3 separate regions of the Sus scrofa genome follow, and regions 2 and 3 are each linked to region 1. Evidence: chromatin contacts called from public Hi-C and promoter capture Hi-C data. All regions are on one chromosome and are shown on one strand. Each heading gives the region's core, a stretch centred on a gene start, on an enhancer-like site or on the middle of the called end of the contact. The rest is flanking DNA. Distances are from core to core; before and after follow the strand shown. Region 1 holds the start of ZSCAN31 (zinc finger and SCAN domain-containing protein 31). Region 2 holds the start of ZNF165 (zinc finger protein 165). Region 3 holds the start of LOC100739480 (zinc finger protein 260-like).

What was found. Promoter capture Hi-C pulls out the DNA fragments that hold promoters and counts their contacts. A called contact is a pair of places that touch in the nucleus more often than the background predicts.
Region 2: a contact with region 1 is called in a promoter capture Hi-C map of liver, with 5 times the contacts expected there. The contact joins the promoter of ZNF165 here to the promoter of ZSCAN31 in region 1. A contact is called at or near these places in 1 of 5 promoter capture datasets (liver) and 2 of 47 Hi-C or Micro-C datasets (embryonic fibroblasts and skeletal muscle).
Region 3: a Hi-C map of embryonic fibroblasts shows a contact between it and region 1, with 2.4 times the contacts expected there. The contact joins the promoter of LOC100739480 here to the promoter of ZSCAN31 in region 1. A contact is called at or near these places in 4 of 47 Hi-C or Micro-C datasets (embryonic fibroblasts, heart right ventricle and liver) and 1 of 2 datasets of contacts at active chromatin or transcription factors (alveolar macrophages).

The regions. Positions count from the first base shown.
Region 1 is chr7:22,179,883-22,183,578 of Sscrofa11.1, forward strand. ZSCAN31 (zinc finger and SCAN domain-containing protein 31) reads right to left here and starts at 1,902. Exons shown (of 4, transcript XM_005665677.3): 1 at 1,229-1,902.
Region 2 is chr7:21,934,498-21,938,193 of Sscrofa11.1, forward strand. ZNF165 (zinc finger protein 165) reads left to right here and starts at 1,655. Exons shown (of 4, transcript XM_005665673.3): 1 at 1,655-1,750.
Region 3 is chr7:22,043,831-22,047,526 of Sscrofa11.1, forward strand. It overlaps LOC100739480 (zinc finger protein 260-like), which reads left to right and starts at 2,049. Exons shown (of 4, transcript XM_013977522.2): 1 at 2,049-2,145; 2 at 2,898-3,353. The coding sequence starts at 2,943.

The sequences.
Region 1 (3,696 bases), core at 652-3,151:
TAGGGGTCTAACTGGAGCTACAGCTGCCACCCTACGCCAGATCTGAGCCACGTCTGTGACCTACACCACAGCTCACAGCATTAAAAAAACAAAAAACAAGAGAGATTGTTTCTATGTGCTACTTGTAACAAAGGACTTCAGAAATATTTACCAAGTGCCTAGTACGGCGTCAGGCAGCAGACACATGATAAAAGAGTGATACAATTGCAGAATCTGATGTGCCCTCATCTTCCTTAATCGAAGTAACAAAAAAAAAAAATGGCATGGCAGAAAGAGCATAAAAGAGCATTTTTCTACTGGCTTCAGCATGTTAGCAAATAAGGAAGAGATAATGAAAATCATAAATTCCAAAAAAAAAAGAGGAATAATTTAAATACCATGAGGAAACGGACAAATCCAGAAATGGAGATACTTTACAGGAGGACTAGCAAGTCAGCCAGGCAATAAGATGCGAAGAGAGGGGAAAGATAGAACTTTTTTCTTTTTTGGCTGCACCCACGGCGGCCATATGTAAGTTTCATACCCCGCAGACCTACGACCCAGCTGCAGCAACTAACCGTCAGCGCCAGCCGTTCCTTCACAGAGACAAGCCAGATAAGTAACTCACTGCGCCACAGCGGGAACTCCAGGATAGGGCTGTTTTAAGTTAAGAGACTAACTACTTGCAACGAATGGTCTTTAACTGGATCCTAGTTGGTACATACCAATTGCAAAAAAACACTTGTAGGACGAGGGGAAATTTGAATATTAAGCAGGTGTTATGTAATATTAGGAAATGCGTTTACCTTTATTTGGATGTGTTGGAGTTATGATTTGTGTACGTAAAATGCCCTCAGTTTTTAGAAATGCACATATGAAACTATTTAGGGGTGCTAAGTCATGATGCTTGTAATTTACTTTTAAATAAAGAAAAATTAGATGTGATACTGTATAATGTTAACATTTGTTAAATAATACGATAGGTATATAGGCAGTTGGGCTTTTGACAGGGACCGAGACCCTCCTCTCCTCATCCAGTCCAGCTACAAGGCTCCGCCCCTTCCAGGGGTCTTTCCTACGACGTTGGCGGGGGGCAGGGGTGGGACCTCCTTCTATTTCTCTGGGGCCTCAGCCCTGTGACCAGGCAACGGCGAGAGAATGGCGGGGGTCACTCCCGTGCAGACATGCCCTCCCTGCCTCCTGCAGTCTCTGGGGTCGGGCGGGTCGGAACAACGAGCCTGAGACTTACCTTCAGGGTCCAGGGAAGCTTCAGATCCGCGGCGCGGACTGCCGCGCACGTACAGCCGATAAACCACAAAGGCCGGAAGTGCGTCAGCGTTGGGAGCCTCTTCGCGGAAGTGGAGCAGCCCTTTCTTGCTAGGAGCGTGCTAGCACCCCCTAGCAGCTCCGGAGGTTACTGCACTCGGTGACTACCTAGTTTCAAAGCTCGAAGCCAGAAATCCAGGCTGATGGGGGCGAGGAGGGAAAACGCAGCGAGATTTCTGTGTCGAGTGGCTCCCAGCATCTGGGAGTTAGACGGACACAGCAACACAAAACGTTAGGGGCGGAAAGGGCTTCAGTTACTCTAGTTATGGTACTTGGCGCCCATTCTTTCCTGAGGCTCTCCTCTAACTCCGAGCCCTTTGACACCACAAAGGAAAGATGGTAGTTTAGTGTATGTTTTTAACGCTCAACCTCTATTTGCTGGAATCGTAATCAAGAAGGAGACAGGGGCACACAAAATGGTAATTACATAAAGCTGATTTGTATGTGAAATGAAATAAAGTAAAATGAAGCAAATGTTTGTAAATCCATTACGACAGTCCCTGGACCATAGTAAAAAGGTATTTTATAAAATAAATGTTATTAGGAGTTCCTGTAGTGGTGCAGCAGAAACGAATCCAACTAGGAACCATGAGGTTGCAGGTTCGATCCCTGACTCACTCAGTGGGTTAAGGATCGGGCATTTCCATGAGATGTGGTATATAGGCCGCAGATGCGGCTTGGATCCTGTGTTGCTGTGAGGTACACCAGCAGCTGTGGCTCCGATTAGACCCCTAGCCTGGGAACCTCCATATGCCACGGGTGCAGCCCTGAGAAGCCAAAAAAAAAAAAAAAAAAAGAGCAGAACAGTAAACTCTAGGAGTTATCCAGAAAACTGGGTAGATCACGATGGCTGGAAAAGGGAACATATGCCAGTAATTACTATTCTTGGGCAGATAAAATCAGATTTGCCCTTAGAAATGTTACCAAGGTAGCAGTATGAAGGGTAGACAGCAAGGATTTGAAATTACAGGCCGGTTGACCAGTTAGGGGAAAACTGCAAGAATCCAGGGTAGATACAGTAAGGATCTTAATCCAGGTAGTAGCCATAGTAATGAAGAGAACGGGCTAGATAATATATGTTAAGTTGCATTTTTAAAAATCCATTAATTTAAAAAAATTAACTTTTTTTTTCCTTTTAAAGTCTGCACCTGTGGCATATGGAAGTTCAGGCTAGGGATTGAATCTGCAACCTTTGTCTCAGCTTTGGCAATGCTGGGCTGGGAATCAACCCACACCTCCTTAATGACCTGAAATGCTGCAGTAGGATTCTTAATCCACTGCGGCACAGCAGGAACTCCAACAAATTCTTTTTGAATGCATTCTTTGAGCCAAGGGTTTCCTTTAGGGAAATAGGTCTTGACCCTTACACTAAGCTTAAAGGACAAATATACATAGTGCAATACCTAGTATATATAATTTGGGTGAAGCATAAGTATAAAAACGGAGATTTAGAATGGAAAATCACGTATGAACAAAATTAAAGTCTTACAAATATGGTAAACATGAAAGTTAGAAAAATAATTGTGGTTCAGCTGAATTGTTTTTATTTTATTTTAGTCTTTTTTTGCTATTTCTTGGGCCGCTCCCGCGGCATATGGAGGTTCCCAGGCTAGGGGTTGAATCGGAGCTGTAGCCACTGGCCTACGCCAGAGCCACAGCAACGCAGGATCCGAGCCGCGTCTGCAACCTACACCTCAGCTCACGGCAATGCCGGATCATTAACCCACTGAGCAAGGGCAGGGACCGAACCCGCAACCTCATGGTTCCTAGTCGGATTCGTTAACCACTGCGCCACTACGGGAACTCCTGAATTGCTTTTGGTTTTTGTTTTTTTTTCTTGCCTATGGATGTCCAATTGCACCAGCACCGTTTTCTGGAAAGGCTACTCCTCCTCCATCCAGTTGCTTCTGTACCTTTGTGACGAACCAGTTAGGCATTTTTGTGTGGATCTACTTACAAGTTCTCTAACCTGTTCCATTGAACTATATGTCCACAATACCACACTCTTGACCACTGCAGTAAAGCCTTAACATCAGGCATAGCGATTCCTCCCATTTTTTTCTTTTACTAAATTTAGTTATTCTAGAAGTTCCCGTCGTGGCACAGTGGTTAACGAATCCAACTAGGAACCGTGTGATTGCGGGTTCGATCCCTGGCCTTGCTCAGTGGCTTAACGATCCGGCGTTGCCGTGAGCTGTGGTGTAGGTTGCAGACTCGGCTCGGATCCCGCATTGCTGTGGCTCTGGCGTAGGTCGGTGGCTGCAGCTCTGATTCCACCCCTAGCCTGGGAACCTCCATATGCCGTGGGAGTGGCCCAAGAAATAGCCAAAAAGACAAAAAGACAAAAAAAAAAAAAAAATTGGTTATTCTAGATCATTTGCCTTTCCATAT
Region 2 (3,696 bases), core at 405-2,904, 250 kb before region 1:
ATACCAGAGTTCCAGTCATGGCTCAGTGGCTAAAAAACCCAACTAGCATCCATGAGGGTGCAGGTTCAATCCTTGGCCTCACTCAGTGGGTTAATAATCCGGCGTTGCCATGAGCTATGGTGTAGGTGGCAGTACAGCTCAGATCTGGTGTTGCAGTGGCTGTGGTGTAGGCTGGTGGCTACAGCTGCAACTGGACCCCTAGCCTGGGAGTTTCCATAGGCCATGGATCTGGCCCTAAAAGACAAAAAAAAAAAGAAAAGAAAAAGACAAGTACTGTATAATATCATTTATCTAAATGATAATCTAAATAAAACACACTAGTGAATATAACCAAAAAAAAAAAAAAAGACTTACAGATATAGAGAACAAACTAGTGGTTACCAGTGGAAACAGGGAAGTGGGGAGGGGCCAGTTATGAGAAGAGGATTAAGAGGTCCAAACTACTGTATGTAAAATAAATAAGATGGAATTCCTTCATGACCTAGAGGGTTAAGGATTCGGTGTTGTCACTGCTGTGGCTTGGGTCACTGCTGTGATACAAGCTCCAGTCCTTCCGCATGCCTACAACGTGGCCAAAAATAAATAAATAAGCTACAAGTATATATGGTTCAGCACAGGGAATACAGCCAATATTGTAAATGGAGTACAACCTTTAAAATTGTGAATAACTATGTTGTACACTCGAAACCTATATAATATTGCACATCAACTATATCTCAATTAAAAAGAATTGTTAAATAAATAAATGAGATGATAGTAGAAGATCCACATAAGAAAAAAAATGATATTCTGATTTATAAAACAAAAACAGTATCACTCCAAATGTTCTAATTGAGACCGGACTGTGGAGGATACAGGTAGAAGCAGAGGCCTCACTTAACAGGTTATTTTAGTTCAGAAGAGAGACAACAGCGTATCAGCCTGTCTTTAGAAGAATGGATGAACACGATGTTATAGTCACAACTGCAACGTTACACAGTAATGAAAGTTAATTTTAACTCAACAATTTCGATAAATCTTGGTAACAAATTGCTGAGTGTAAAGAAGCAAATATCAATTACCAATGACACGATGCCTTTTAGTGAGAAACAACTAAAATTAAAAGCATATGTTGTTTGACCTTAAGTATATACCAAACAGAACTATCTTTTTAACAAGGGAACAGAAAATTTTTAATAGTGGTTACCTCAGATTATAGGAGATACGGAGGGAGACAAGAGAAGGAGTTGTAGTAATGGTTAAGTTATTGTCAATGTTCTAGTTCTTAAAGATTTGGTAACGGATTCGAGAATGTTCACACTTTCGGGTCATGAATAGAAGTCTTGAGCCAGGCGTTACAGTTAATCCTACTGTGTATATCTGCGTTCCACCTGGGTTGGAGGATAAATCAAGGGTTCGAGGGAAAAAAGCCTCCTGGAGTCCAAAAGTGAAGTCTGAACTGCATCCCCCTGCATGGGTTTCCATTTCACCACCTTAGACTGAAGTCAAGGACGAGGCCACATGGGAGCGGTAGAGAAAAGTTTACTACTACCATAAAAAACTCTGAGAACTTTAAGACCGGGACGAAAATACCCGGGAAATGGAGTCCGAGCGCCTGAGGAAACCCGAAGACTTCTGGGAATCGCAGTCCAAAACCCGCCAGTCTCCTACTGCGCAGCCTCAAAAGTCTCCGTGGAAGGAAGCCTTGAGAGACAGTGCAGCGCCGTCCTTCCACCGGAAGTGTCCGATCGGAACCAGCCCTGCGGGAGAGGTGAGTCCGGGTCCGGGGACCCAGGTGTCTGGCCCTTTGTCCCCTCCAAACACCCAGTCCCTATCATGTTCCCTTCGGAAATGCAGCAGCCCCGTGGCGCTCTGGACCCGAGACCTCAGAGGAATCCCAAGGAAAGGTGGAACTAGGGTTGGCCTTGGGAGAGCTTTCTCGCCCGCCTATTTCGGGAGGGAAATGAAGGTTTCCATGGTTACCCCCGCCGCGCGTGACGTCATCGTTGAGGGCTGCGGGGCGTGGTTTGGGGGGCGGCGAGCTGTTTGGTTCTCCGATTCCAGGGTAACTGGTAAGAGAAGTGGATTGACCCAGTCGAGACGGAAGGGGAAGGGGGATTTCTGTTTCAGAAGAAACTGCCCCAGGGTCTGTCCCCGACTCCTGCTTTTCATGGGAGAAGTAACCCGCCTTTGAGTAGGAAAAGTAGGGTCGGTCAGCCCGGCATCCTCGTGAAATTTCCTCACACAGTAAATATTTAATGAGTTATTTCTTGTGTACCGGGGATGCCGTGAAACCTGTACTGAACCCCTGCCCTCTTTCTAGAGTTCAAAACAGGACATCACAGCAGGTAGTTGTAAGACTGGAAAGTGCCTCAATATGAGAAAGACAAGGTGCTGTGGGAGCCTTTCTCAGCAAGTACTTTGAATTCCCTCCTCTACTCTGTGACCTTTTGGATTTCCCCTAACTCCTATCCCTCCTCCAACAAAACTCTTCCTCTTCCTCTCTATCCCAACATAAACTCCGGGGACCTACTCCTCCAACCAGAACCCTACACTTTTCCGAACTTCCACCTTTCCCAATGTAACTAATTACTCCTTACTGTCTGTTGGAATAGCATTTGTTTACATCCTGCTTACGTTTTTTGGTAACTCTTCTCCAACCCGATGGTCGTAAAGCATTGGATTCTCCATAAATATTTATTATCTTGAGGTTAGTAAGACATTTGACACCTGGCTTTAGGGAAAATATATCAAATCAAATTATCTTGAGAACAAATAGTTTTATCTAGAGTTTTGAACTGTTTTAAGTGGATGAGAAGTGATTAGACACCTGGAGACAGAACTTTCAGCTATCTGAGGAGATGACATGTAGAATCAGTTACTTAGCATGAATTTTTTTTTTTTTTTTTTTTTTTGCCTTTTTAGGGCCTAACCCTCAGCATATGGAAATTTCCCAGGCTAGGGGTTAAATGGGAGCTACAGCTGCCCACCTACACCCCAGCCACAGCAACACAGGATCTGAGCCACAACTGTGACCTATACCACAGCTCACCACATCGCCAGCTCCTTAACCCACTGAGGGAGGCCAAGGATGGAACCTAGCATCCTCATGGATTCTAGTCGAGTTCGTTACCACTGAGCCTCAAGAAGAACTGCAAGCATGATAATTTAAATTTAAGCTAGCAGTTACGGATTCTGTAGCCTACTTCAATGCTATCTTCCTATGCTAAATGAGATAATGCCCATAAAGTATTAGGACACTATCTAGTAAGCACTTAACACATCTAGGAAACATAAGAAGAAATTAGATCTCTATCAAAAGAATGTCCCAAGAAATTATGCAGGATTAAGACTGATATACCATAGGTCTAACCCCCATTTTCCTTTTCTATCATTGCTAAATTTTGTTCTTACTTATACCCACTCAAACTCTGTTTTCTAAGGTTCAGTCTGAGCCTGTGATCTTCATTTCATACTCTTGGAAAATTATCCTCAATACTTATCTTCAACTTCCTTTTCCATGGATCTTATCTAAATTCATATTTATGTTCCTAGCTCCTTTCTATTAAAATATCTCAATATTTGTTGAAATGGGAGTTCCAGTGGTGGTTCACTGGTAATGAACCCAACTAGGATCCATGAGGACACAGGTTAAATCCCTGGCCTCACTCAGTGGGTTAAGGATCCAGTGATTCCATGAGCTGTGGAGAGGCCAGC
Region 3 (3,696 bases), core at 799-3,298, 140 kb before region 1:
AAAGTGTGTACTTTACACGTGAACTGTGAATGGGTTGGGTATATTAGTTATTCCTCCTTAGACTCTTAGGATTCAGAGTTTTTCATAAATGATATAGCTCGCAATAGTGTGTACGCTTGTCAAAAACTCTGCTCATGGTTTTGCCCCATGAGATCGCATTTAATCCTGTAACGTCCAGTGCTCTTAGTTTTATTGTCCTCTTACAGGAAACGGATATAGAGAGATAAGCAACTTGCTCAAGGGGACACAGCAGCAGAGGAACCCGAATTGGTGACACCAAATTATAAACTGTTAACCACTATCCTCTACTATCTGATTTCACTCATTTAAAACAATATATGTAATCTCTAGTAAGTACAGTTTGACAGATGTTTAGCCACTGTGGATGGGGAAGAGAAGAAACGTGAAGGAAGAAATGTTTACAAGGCAGGGTTGGTTTTGCTCCAGAATCTGCCCTATATCATCAGCTCTCCACATCCTCCAGGGTGCCCAGGCTTCTGTGAACTGAGGGTCTTGTGTTTGGAGTTCCAAAGCCCCTGTTCCTACACATGTGAGGAGTGGTCACTTTGCCAGTCTCAGAAAGCCATGGTTGCTGCCTGGTGTCATTCTAGGTGTTTGCCTTGAAACAGGATCTTCAACCATGGCTTTCTAAGATTTGACCAGTAAGCTCATTCCAGGTGCTTCCAAAATAGCTTGTTTCTCCTTTTCCATTCAGTAATAATCCCTTCAATATCGCTGGTGTCTTTCCTCCTCTTTCTAAGTGAAGGGATTTTTAATTTTCTCTGAGGCATCACGAACTGAGAGAAAGGGAGAAGGAATTGAGAAAGAACTAGATTAAGACAGTCAGTCCTGCACTGTGAAGGGCAGGGAGTGTCTGCCTCAGCACAAGAGAAACTCCTGGAGTTCCCATCATGGCGCAGCATAAACAAATCTGACTAGGAGCCATGAGGTTTCGGGTTCGATCCTTGGCCTCACTTGGTGGGTTAAGGATCTAGCGTTGCTGTGAGCTGTGGTGTAGGTCCCAGACGAGGCTCGGATCTGGCTGTGGCTGTGGTTGTGGGGTAGGCCAGCAGCTGCAGCTCCAATTGGATCCTTAGCCTGGGAATCTCCATATACCACGAATGTGGCCCTAAAAAAAAAAAGCAAAAAAAAAAAAAAAGAGAGAGAGAGAGAATCTCCAAAGTGAGGGACATTGTTCCCATAGGACCAATATTCTGAGTCTTGCTTTCCTGTGCCAGGAGGAATCTGTTCCAGATGCCCCATGATCTCTACACAGTGGGACAGAGCCAACTTTTTAAAGTTCTGGCTGGTTTGTCAAAATTCCAGCACCTCACTTTACATGTTGATTCATCTGACTGACTGCCTCTCCTTTTTGTGTGTCACTCCCTTTATTATTCCCAATCCTGTGATGCTGACTGACTAAAGCAGCAACTCACTAAGGAACTTCCCTCTGAGCAGTGAGCTCACCTACTCTTAGAGTCCTCTCTTGCAACCCTACTCAGTAAAACCTCCATCCTCTTCTGCTCTTAGGATCATGCATTCTCTCAAATTTCACTGCATTCTGGCCCAAGCTTTTCGCCTTAACAGCTTCCATATCTTACTTATTTCTTTACCATCTCTGTTTTCTCAGTGTTTCTTCTTTGTTTCAATATATTCACGAGACCCTAAAGTCTAGCTATGGTTTTCCTTCCTGAGAGGCAGTGGGTTTTAGGACGTATGAAAGCATCCAGGAGACGGGCAGAGGGGGGACAAACAGATTAACGATGCTGATCGCCAACGGCCTACCAATCATTTTTTAATCTATTGTCATTAAGCACTCTTCCCATACATTAATTCAGTTAAGAGGTTCTGCCGGGCTCACGAGAGGGGAGAATCCGAAACTCTTCTTGTTAATTTCAGAGATCCAGAAACTGGGTTCACGGTTACCGGTCACCGCAGCGTTGCTGCTTCCACCTCCTTTTTCCTGAACCGCTCGAATTGAATAACTACGGAAAGGGCCGGGCGAGGTCACCCTGACATCCCCAGCAAGTGGGCAGAGACAGGGTGCGGGCGCGCGCTGGGGGGGCGTGACCTTCAGGAGACGCCGGAAGTGGAGCGCGCGCTCCGCGTCCGTTTCCGGGAACACTGTTCCTGATCCCCTTGCGGGTGAGTGTTCCCCTGCGTCCGAACGCTTCGGTCCTGTTCGGCCCTGCTAGGGGATGCTGAGGTGCGCGGAGAAGCTGGACCAGCCTTGGTTCCGGCTGGGGGATGCTCGGTTCCTCGAGAGGCTCGGGGCTGTGTGGCTGGGAGCAGGCGTCTGTCTTGAAGGCTGCAAGGGATCCTTGACAGGACCCTGTGCCTGGATTGGGGATCCTCTTCTTGGGAACCGGCCTCCGATGCTCTCACGAGACCTGCGCAGCCAACGTTGTGTGAAGCGAAGTGGGATTTCGCTTTCCGTTTTGCCACTTTAGAACAAAAACGATTCGTACCTTTTCCATTCCCACAGGTTGGGCTTATGAATTCAAGTATGAAAAAAAACTCTTGGCAAGTGATAAGCTGAAATTTTTGCTTTAAGCTAGGGGCCTCTAAATAAATAACATATTTAATGATGGATTTGGAGGAGTCTTCTGCCAATAAACAAGTCTGCATTGCCGGCAATTCTATATTTTTACATATCTCCGTAACACACTGCACACTTTTCATAACTGTTGATTGCTGCAACTGGAATGGACATTCCACGATAGCAGAGATCTTTCTTCACTAATGCATTTCAGACACCTAGAACAGTTTCTAATAAATATTTGTGGGTTTAATGAATGAATAAGATTAGTTACCCTGGTTTCAGATCTTCTTTCTTGGCGTGGGTTTTTCAAAGTGAATGCCATGTATCCCCTTATCACTTCATTCTTATTCCCCAGGGCACCCTCAGAAACCTCCAGCTGAAGCTCCAACAGAAGCCAGGCATGATGGCAGTGGACACAAGAAAGTTTGCTGGCCCTCTGTTCCAAGCCCCATGGGGTCAACAGGGGCCTGTGATGGCGAAAGTGAAGTTGGAGGAGGACCACCCCAGGAATCAGGGTCTCAGCCTTCCAGGGAACCAGCCTCCTACCTGGGAGATCTTCAGGCAGCAGTTTAGACACTTCTGTTACCAGGATTCTCCTGGACCCCGTCTGGCCCTGAGCCGGCTCCAGGAGCTCTGCCATCACTGGCTCCGACCAGAGACACATACCAAGGAGCAGATACTAGACCTGCTGGTGCTGGAGCAGTTCCTGTCCATTCTGCCTCCAGAGCTCCAGGCCTGGATGCAGGAACATCATCCAGAGAGTGGGGAGGAGGCAGTGACCTTGCTGGAGAACCTGGAACGAAAGAGAAATGTATATATAGGAAAAGACTAGTCAGATGTGATTGTGGGGAACCTGGGAGCAAAATTTTCTCAAATGTGGAGGCTCTGAGAGAACAGTGGGAAAATCCAGCATTCAGCAGGGAACCAAGCTTCTTGCTAAGGCAGTCCTGTAAGGTGGGAAAGGGTGGGAAACAGCAGATTCAGGGGTGATGGGTAAAGATACTGAAGTCATTCTATAAACATTGTGTTTCTTACTTTACACATCACTCAACATCCACAGCAACAGAGATGTAGGTGGTATCACACATGGAAACTAAGTTCAAAGCAAGGACATGTAGCCAGTAAATGAAGTGACAGAAACAAGATTTGATCAA